2 separate regions of the Pan troglodytes genome follow, and region 1 is linked to region 2. The links are chromatin contacts, called in public capture Hi-C maps. All regions are on one chromosome and are shown on one strand. The core of a region is the stretch at or near the end of the contact, and the rest is flanking DNA. Distances in the headings are between cores, read along the strand shown. Region 1 overlaps EML1 (EMAP like 1). Region 2 has its middle 8.3 kb from the start of EML1.

Region 1 (4,533 bases), core at 68-2,567, 150 kb after region 2:
TTTTTTCCTTTTTTGAGGCCATTTATTTATTATACAAGTAACTTGTTTTAGAAAATCTAGGCCAGGCGTGGTGGCCCACTCCTGTAATCCTAGCACTTCAGCAGGCCGAGGCGGGTGGATCACTTGAGCCCAGGAGTTCAAGACCAGCCTGGACAACATGGCAAGACCCCATCTCTACAAAAAATACAAAAATTAGCTGAGCGTGTTGGCACATACCTGTAGTCCCACCTACTTGAGAGGCTGATGTGGGAGGATTGCTCGAGCCTGGGAGGCTGAGACTACAGTGAGCTGCGATCATACCACTGTACTCCGGACTGAGCAATGGGAATGAGACCCTTCCTCAAAAAAAAAAAAAAAAAAAAAAATCTAGATGCACTAAAAAGAAGAAACAACAATCACCTGCAGTCTCACCACTCAGCGAACTCACAGCCAACAGTCATTACATTTCCACGTGGACTTTTATTTGCAGGGTGCTATATGAGTGTAGTGTATAATTTTGACATAAATGCCATTCTTGTGCATATTTTGTGATCCCTTCTTCATTTGCTAAATGAGCATGTCTTTGTGTGAATAAATGCACTCTTGCAATGTTATTTTAGATGTGGTTCATCATGTTTCCAGTCCGAAGTACTTCAGTTGGACGTTTAAGTACCAAACAAGTTTCACTAATCCACTCAGAGCAGGCCACCATCTAGAACAATGCCCAGCACACAGTAGGTGCTCAACAAGCATTAGTCGAATGAATCTTTTTGCCCTGATCACTATAACAAAAGAAGGTTAAGATGATGGGCCTTTATTGCCACAGCCAAGTGTTAATCCCAGCTCTGCTGCTTTGCTTTGTCATTGTGAACAAGTGACTTAATCTCTTTGGGGTTTTCCTCAGTAGCAATAAAAGTGGTACCTGCCTCACAGGGTGCCTAAGATCCCATGCATAGGAGCCTCAGTGCAGAGCTGGTCTGCGGTCGGCTCGCCACAGTGGCAGCTGTGAGTGTCATGTCTGCATCCCAGACTGTTGGAGTTGAGGCCTGCACACTTGTGTCCCTCCCACTCCCCTGCTTGCAGGGCCTTTTTTCTTGGGGATGTCTTGGAATTCCCCAGCGCCTGTTTCTGCCTTTATCCCAGCCTGAAAAGCGAGGAATCAGAAATTCTGAAAATTGTTCTCACCTTGCTCTTTCAGTTTCACTGCTGTGCTGGACTTATGGAGCACCTGCTGTGTACAGAACGTAGTCCAAGGCATGGCAGGGAGTGGGAAGGAGCAGCACAGAAAGACTCATTCTCCTAACAAATGTCAGTGGCACAATGCCTGCAGGGCTGCTTTGCTTAATTCCCAAAGGACTCACAAATGGGAGAACAAGATAATCCACGGAATAGAAAAATGGTAAAGGGTCTGCACAGGCGCTCACTGAGAAGGAAATACCAGTGGCCCTTAACTCATGAATAGGCGATCAAGCCCAGACCTAATTAAAGACATGCCGATCTAAGTAAGAAGATAGCATATTTAGAAAATTCTTTTTACTTTATCATAAAATAAAGCACAGATGCAGAAAACCACACAAGCAAATTCGTAGCTTAATGAATTGTTCTAAGGCAAACACCTTCTAGCACCTAGGAGGAGGAGGGGTTTTCCCCTCTCCCAAGTGACAGGCGGATGTATCTGGAACTGGGGGTGGGGGCAGGGAAGATGACTGTTTTTGATGAACTCCAGCTCATCCTTCGAGACCCAACTCAGGATCCCCTTTTTCTGGGAGCCTCCCCTGGCCCTCTAGTCTGAGAGCAGTGCTTTTCAGATGGTGTCGTAACTGCCTGTTAACTATCTGTGACTCTGTAGCTCTTCTCCCTTCACCATGCTGCACACACCCCTTGCCCTCCCTTAGGCTCTGGAGGCCCAGGCCGTGCCATTCTTATTCTTTGTATCTCTAGTACTTTACACAGCACTTGGTGAACATGAGTGCTCAATAACTATTTGTTGAATGGATGGAAGGATATTGTATACGATCAGGCATCACTTAATGACAGGCACATTCTGAGAAATGCGTTGTTAGGTGTTTTCTCATTGTGTGAACATCATGGAGTGTGTGTTTACAGAAACCTTCATGGTCCAGCCTGATGGTCTAGCCTGCTGCTCCCGGGCTACAGACCTGTGCAGCACATGACTATAGGGAATACTGCAGGCAGTGGTAACACAGTGTTAAATATTGGTGTATCTAAACATAGAAAAGATACCGTAAAAATACAGTATTATAATTTTGTGGGACCACAGACATCTATGTGGTCCATCATTGACAGAAACACCCGTGTCTGGCCCATGACTGTGTTTCATTTGAAAGCCACAGCCATTCAAGAACTATGTAAACAGCACCACCTATGGGTAGACAATTTTAACACCACATTTTACACTGGAAGATGAGACTTAAGCATCTTTTTACTGAAAAAAATGTTTCACTCTTCAAGCCATGGGGTCATTTATGTTTTAATAAATTTCAAAATGATAAGTGCTAATATTCTTCATATTGTTTTAGTTTTGAGACTGTTAGCTGAGGAGTCTGGAAATACAAAGGTTTTTGCAGTGAAAGGAGGAAGAGGGAAGCCATATTAATTAATAACACATATTGGACGCATTGTAACATATTTAATCGTGCCAATAACCTGTTCCTCACAGTGGTTTTATTCCCATTTTTAGATTAAGGAGGTTAAGCTGGTGGAGGTGAAGCCCCTCACCCAAGCCCTAGAGCACGGATCCAGCTGGCCTCAAAATCTGTGCTCCTTCCACCATGTTAAGCTGGGAAGTATTGGTTGGAAATGTCTATGAAGCAGTCGCTTTTGTCCCAAATAAAGTCTCCAGCAACTTCTAAACATTTTGCATAGATGGTTCTTAAATGACCCTATTTCTAATAAAAAGCTGCTTCAGGACAATTTTTATAGAGTCATTATTTCCATGGTGGAGTATTCTGACTTCCAGCAGGAACTTTATTTCATCACATGAAGTCATTTTTAAAAGCAGTCATGTGGCTGAGCCCAGTGGCTCACACCTGGAATCCCAGCACTTTGGGAGGCCAAGACAGGCAGATCATTTGAGCCCAGGAGTTTGACACCAGCCTGGACAACATGGTGGAACCCTGTCTCTACAAAAAATCTAAACATTAGCCGAGTTTGGTGGCATATGCCTGTAGTCCCAGATACTTGGGAGGCTGAGGTGAGAGGATGGCTTGAGCCCAGGAGGTGGAGGTTGCAGTGAGCCGAGATCACACCACTGCACTCCAGCCTGTGCGACAGAGCCAGACCCTGTCTCAAACAAAAAGAAGTCATGTTATTCCAAGAGCCAAAGTTGTTCTGGATTAATAAATTGTAGGGAAATCACATGTTTAACTTTGGAATGGACTCCTCCTCTATCAAGCCTTATTAATCACTTTCAAAAGCAAGTATCTCTGCTCAAACAGCACGGGGCTCCTATTAGTTCCACTCTGATCCTAGTTACCCAGGACTTCTTACACATGTCACCACGTGTCGAAGACCTGCAAGATCTGACCCTAGAGCCCCCTTTCAGGAACATGGGGTTAGGTTAGTTAATGTAGATGAAAGAGATAAGAGCAGATCCCCGCTCTGAGGCACAGTGAATATCTGTTGAGTTGCAGCCTGGACACGTCGTCCACTGGACTCTCCTCCTTATAAATGCCAGTCTATGGTGCAGCAAATAGGAGCTTTATCAGATGAGTAAAAACCAACCACTCTTAGACCATCCCTGTGCCCAAAGTCCACAGTGAACACATTCAGGGATTTGGACTTAGACATACGTGTTCACAGCTGCCTCTGCGGTGTTGACCGCACTGGTGTCTGTTGGTGTGAGCCTCCCAGCTCAGACTGCACTGCTGTCTGTTGGTTGACTGCACTACTGTCTGTTGGTGTGAGTTTTTCCTTGGGGCAGATGTCTAGTGTTCTCTTGCCATCTCCCCATACAGCTGCTGGTCTGGTGAAGATTCAAATGTACCTCATCCTCCGTTGAGTCTCCACGACTGCTTATATCTTATATCAGCTCTCGAACCATTCAGCTCAAGGGAGCATACAGCCGAGCTCTTTCAGCAAATCTCCTTCTTACAAGCAATAAGAACTGTGCTGGAGTTCGTCTTGGAGATATTGGCCACAACTTAACACCAGAATAGCCAAGCGCTGAGAGTTTGTTCACCGGGGGGCAAATCCTTTCTCTCCTGCAGGCTTAGTTCTGTCATGGGCTTCAGGGGCAGGTGCAGGACATCTTGATTGACTTCACACCGGGCAAGGGATGAATGAAGCCTCATTCTGCAGCTGGTGCTCCTTCACCCTTCCTAGGACAGGACTGGGCATTCTCCCCCGCACCCCCCCACCGCCATGGAGCCACACCCCAGCTGCTGAGGGGATATTAAGTCACCCACTTAATTTTTTCCATCGAGCTCACATCAAGAAATGGGGAATCAGAGATGAATTACGTAACACCTTGAGAAGCGATCATCTCCCACTCCAAGTGAATTCACCGCCCAAGCATGTTTCAAAATAGTGCTG
Region 2 (4,777 bases), core at 2,097-4,596:
CCCGCAGATGCCCTGACAACGCTGCCTTGGGAGAGACTGCCCCAGGTTACCAGCCTGTTCCCTGTGCTGTATTCACGGCCATGCCCCTGGGTGTTGTGTGAGGTTGGGCCTGGGTGGGTGACTGGCTCTGAGAGCTGGATTTGAGAGGTCAGGGAGGCCCCTGGGCCTCTCTTGGGAGCAGCTTGGTGGAGCTGAGCCCCGTGCCTGTGGGCACCTGCTGCCCTCCTGACCTGGCAGGGGGGCAGGGCAGGTGAGACTGCATCCCTCGTGGTGGTGATGGGAGAAGCTGTCCCTTCCTCTCCAGGGCCGTGTCCTCTGAGCTCATCCAAGGAAGAGGTCCTGCCCTGAGTTTCTCCTTCAGCCATTGGGAGCTTGTCTTTGTGCAGAGAGAAAAAGCGCCCTCATGGCCCGGTGCGGTGGCTCACGCCTGTAATTCCATCACTTTGGGAGGCCAAGGTAGGAGGATCACCCGAGGTCAGGAGTTCAAGACCAGCCTGGCCAACATGGCGAAACCCTGTCCTTACTTAAAAATACAAAAATTAGCCGGGCATGATGGTTGGGTGCCTGTAATTCCAGTTACTTGGAGTCTGAAGCAGGAGAATCGCTTGAACCGGGGAGGCAGAGGTTGCAGTGAGCCCAGATCGCACCACTGCACTCCAGCCTGGGCGACAGTGAGACTCCGTCTAAAAAAAAAAAAGAAAAGAAAAAGCTGCCCTCTCCCCTGCCTGGGCCATGTGCCCCCTGGGGAGACCCCCTCCCCAAACAGGGAAGGCACAGATGTGTGCTGGCCTGTGATGTGCATTGTTGGCCTCCTTCGGTCCTTGCCGCAGTCTTGAATGACAGCTCCAAGGGATGGTCCCATCAAGCAGACAAGGAAACTGAGACTCAGGGGCGGAAGTGACATGCTCAGTACAGCTGGGGCCTGGGGTGGCTCTCAGAATGGAGGAGACAAGTGTCTGGGTTCCCAACCTGCCCCTCTCCCCAGCCCAGGTGGGCCCTGAGAATGCACACCCCAGCCTCTGGGCAGAGCGTTGGGCCCCTGGGATGCCTCGAGAACTGCAGCGTTCTTGCAGAGCGAGGGTCCTCCTGCTCCCCTAGCACCTCGCCTGACCACGTGGGTACCTGGCCAGCCCCTCATCAAGCTGCACCCTCCACCCTCTCCATTTCCAGCTCGCTGTCTGAGGGGCCCCCAAACTCACCACTCACTTTGAGAATGGTATGCCCGGGCTCAGCCTCCAGCCACCTGGTCAAACTCATCCCTGGCCACAAGCAGCCCCTTCCCACAGCCACCCCAAATGCCGCTGTCTCCCAGCGTCCTGTTCCCAAGCCCCCAGCCGGGCACTGTTCCCCGGCCTGCTCTGCTGTGACCCCCCCCCCGCCCCGCCCTCTGCAGCCCTTCTCTGAGTCTCTGAGGTTCACCAGTACCCACACACCTGCCTAAGCTTCCCACAGGCCATGCCCTCTGCCTCCTACTGTGGCTGGGCCTAGTCCCCACAGTACAGCACTTCCTTCACAGTCCATCTAAAAGGGCCACAGGCTACCAAGCCTCAGTACTGCAGCGACGCAACCCAGCATTGTCTGGAGGGGCCTGGAGGGATCGGCTCCCTCCAGAGACTTCAAGTTCCCGGCTTGACCATCCCCTGATTTGGCAAATATCTGTCTGTTGCTGAGCCTGAGCCTTCACACCATGATTTCTTCAAATCCTGCCAGGAAACAGGAGCCAACTATGCCCCATTTCACAGATGGGGAAGTCAAGGCCAGAGCCACAGCTGGGCCATAGTGGAGTCAGCACTTGAACCCATGGCCCTTTGCATCCAGTGGCCTTCCACAGGCTCAGCATGCCCTATCCCTGCAGGCCTGGGCTTGTCTTCTGCACGCCCCAGGAATCCCAGATGGCTGGGAAGTGCAGAGCCAGAACCCCCCAGCCCCACTGTCACTGCCGGTGGGGCCATCCTGCCCTTCCTTTCTGAGCCACTTCCTCTTCCATAGACTGGGCTTTCTGTGAGGGGCAGGTGGCTCTCAGTCCATGCTGCATGGGGGAGCCACCTGGGCCAGGTGAATCAGCCTCTGGGGTGGGGCCCAGAAACTCTTCTTTTTCTTTTTTCTTTTTTGAGATGTAGTTTTACTCTTGTTGCCCAGGCTGGAGTGCAGTGGCACAATCTCTGCTCACTGCAACCTCCGCCTCCTGGGTTCCTCAGCCTCCGGAGTAGCTGGGATTACAGGCATGTGCCACGACGCCCAGCTAATTTTTGTATTTAATATATTTTTTTAGTAGAGACGGGGTTTTACCATGTTGGCCAGGCTGGTCTCGAACTCCTGACCTCAGATGATCCACCCTCCTAGGCCTCCCAAAGTGTTGGGATTACAGGCGTGAGCCACGGCGCCCGGCCCAACTGTTTTCTTTTTAAGTCTCCCAGTAGATCCCAATGTGCATGGGCCGGTGCCACCAGTCCAGGTGAAGCTGACCCCCCCGGACCCAGGCAAGATGGATAGGATTAAACCCAAGGCTATGCAGCAAGGCTACCTGGGGTCAAATCCTGCCCCCACCTGCCTGGGCCTCAGTTTCCCCATATGTAAGGGAGGACAAATAATAGGACCCACTTCCTAGGGTTGGAGGGGAATTAGTATCCACACGAGGGTCGGGCTCTGGCACTGTGAGTCTGGTCATTGTCACCTGCAGGGAAGGGAGGGCTTTTCTGCAGGCAAGGCGGCGCAGTCCCCGGAAGAGCCGCACGGTGGCGCGCTGGCGCAGAGCTCGGGCTCGCCCTCCCGCCCAGGCGGAGCGGGCGGCACCGTCCCCAGGCGCGGAGGGTCCCGAGGCGCGGAGTGGGTGGGCCGAGGGGACGCCAGCCCCGCTCCCGGAAGCGGGGTCAGCGGGGAGGCCGGGGGTCGGCAGTGGCAACCTCTGGCCACGGCGTAGGGGTGGGATAGCTACCCCCATTTCACAGATGGGTCTCCCGAGGCGCGGTGAGGTCTGGCAGCTGCTGGGGGCGCAGGCACGGCCCCCCGGGCGGGTGCAGCGGTCGCTTGGCGGGTGGGTCCGCAGGCCTCGCCGGGAGCCGGGCCTGGGTCTGGGGCGCTGGCAGGCCGGCCAGGAGGCGCGCCGGGCGGGAACTCGCAGCTCTGGCGGGGAGTGCGCGGGGTCGGGGGGCTCGGGCGGGGTGCAGGCTGCTGCCGCCGCCGGGGAGGCCGGGGGATGCCCTCACTAAGCGGCCCCAGAGACTGCGGGCCCCGCCCTGCCCTGCCACTCCCTCTCTTGTGACCTCGGCCAGTGGTAGCCTTTTCTGAGCCTGTCCCCTTCTCTGTAAACCTGGACGTGTTTGATCTACGCTCGCGTCCCGGCAGGAGGCTTCCGGCCTGCACATTCCTGGGGGCCCGCCTTCCCCAGGCACTAGCTTCCCCAGGGCTGAGCTGCTGAACTCTGAAAACCTTTGGAAACCTCCCTGCCCTCTGCCCTAGCGACCTGCGGCGGGAGACCCTAAGCTGGCCCAGCCCTCTAGGGTGCCTAGGAGCCTAGGCTGGGTTGGGGGTGGCTTCAGGGACCTTGGGCTGCCGAGTGTGGGGTGAGAGCCTTGGCCCAGCTATGGCCAGGTGGGAGGTTTTCTTCCTCTGTGCTCTGGGTGCTGGGGCTGGAGGCGGTGGCTCTGCTGGGCTTCAGTGACAGCCAATGTGGGTAGACAGAGGACCATGCCCTGTGTCCCAGCAATTAGCTGCCCACCTGGGAAGGTTCTGGATGGGACTTGGCAGAAGCCTGAGCCGGCCCCTCCTGGCAGTCCTGGCCGAGCGGGCACCGAGCGCCTTATGCTGGTCCAGTCAGTTGGAGTGACTAAATTCACATCTGCCCAGACCTCACCCTGGGCTCCGGACCTCACCCCGGGCTCCAGCCTCACCCCAGGCTCCAGCCTCACCCCAGGCTCCAGCCTCAGGCATCTCTGGATGTCCAAAAATAACCCCCACCCCCACCCGCACCCTCCCCGGCAGTCACTGGGGGTATTTCTGGCAGACGGAAGGGGACTCACAGTGGGAGGGAGGGTCATTTCTCTGAATCCAGGGCCAGGGGTGGGGAGGGACAGAGTCAAGGCCCTGCCTTGGCCTGGAGCTTTAAAAACACTCATTTCTTCTGGAACGCAGCCTCTCCCCAGTAAATCCTTCTCACCAGAGAAAACCATAGTCACCTACCTGGTGCTCACTTCTTGGGCAGCCCCTGCGGGGACCAGACCCCGGGTGGCCAGGCAGAGGGGTCCCCCCCACCCTGCGGGAGGCAGCCTGCTAATTCTGGGTGCCAAGGGCAAGGCTGCAGGTCCCTGTGCAGGACACCTGCCAGCTGCATCCCGTTTGGAGCCTGCCCTGGATGGGGCTCCGTGGGCCCAGGGCGAGGCCAGGCAGAGACCGGCATGAGCAGCAGCCCGCACAGGAGCACCCTGGGCCCAGGGCAAGAGCCCATCGGCCAGTGGCAGACACTGGGTGAGGATCCCCAATGATTCGAGTCACGCTGTGCTGGCCATGAGCCTCACCTGTTGGGCGCGCTGTACGGCCAACCCTGAGCCAGCTTTACTGTACCTCCAGGCCCCTGTGCTACAGATGAGGCTCCGAGAGGTGGCAGCCTGCCCCATCGCAGGGCCAGAGGGCAGAGGGTGCGGTGGGCTATCTCTGGGGCCCTTGCCCCTGCTGTTGAGCCCAGGAGCCTGAACCTGGGAGGCCTCCCCATCACCTCCCTGCCCCCTCCCAAATGACGGTGGCTCCTTGGCCGCCACCCCAGAGGTGAGGGGATAGCCCA

The links. Capture Hi-C pulls out chosen DNA fragments and counts their contacts.
Region 1: a capture Hi-C map of stem cell-derived neural stem cells shows a contact between it and region 2, with 4 times the contacts expected there. The contact joins two enhancer-like sites. A contact is called at or near these places in 3 of 7 Hi-C or Micro-C datasets (induced pluripotent stem cells and stem cell-derived neural progenitor cells) and 1 of 1 other capture datasets (stem cell-derived neural stem cells).

Annotation. Positions count from the first base shown.
Region 1 is chr15:97,885,209-97,889,741 of NHGRI_mPanTro3-v2.0_pri, forward strand. All of the region lies in intron 4 of EML1 (EMAP like 1), which reads left to right. Among named protein-coding and RNA genes, the nearest start is that of EVL, 86 kb to the right of the region's middle. Within about 2 kb of position 1,318, at least 3 of the 24 cell types and tissues checked have an H3K27ac peak or open chromatin away from gene starts, as enhancers often do. A contact at or near this core is called in stem cell-derived neural stem cells, where this site is marked.
Region 2 is chr15:97,729,070-97,733,846 of NHGRI_mPanTro3-v2.0_pri, forward strand. No RefSeq gene overlaps it. Among named protein-coding and RNA genes, the nearest start is that of EML1, 8.3 kb to the right of the region's middle. Within about 2 kb of position 3,347, at least 7 of the 24 cell types and tissues checked have an H3K27ac peak or open chromatin away from gene starts, as enhancers often do. A contact at or near this core is called in stem cell-derived neural stem cells, where this site is marked.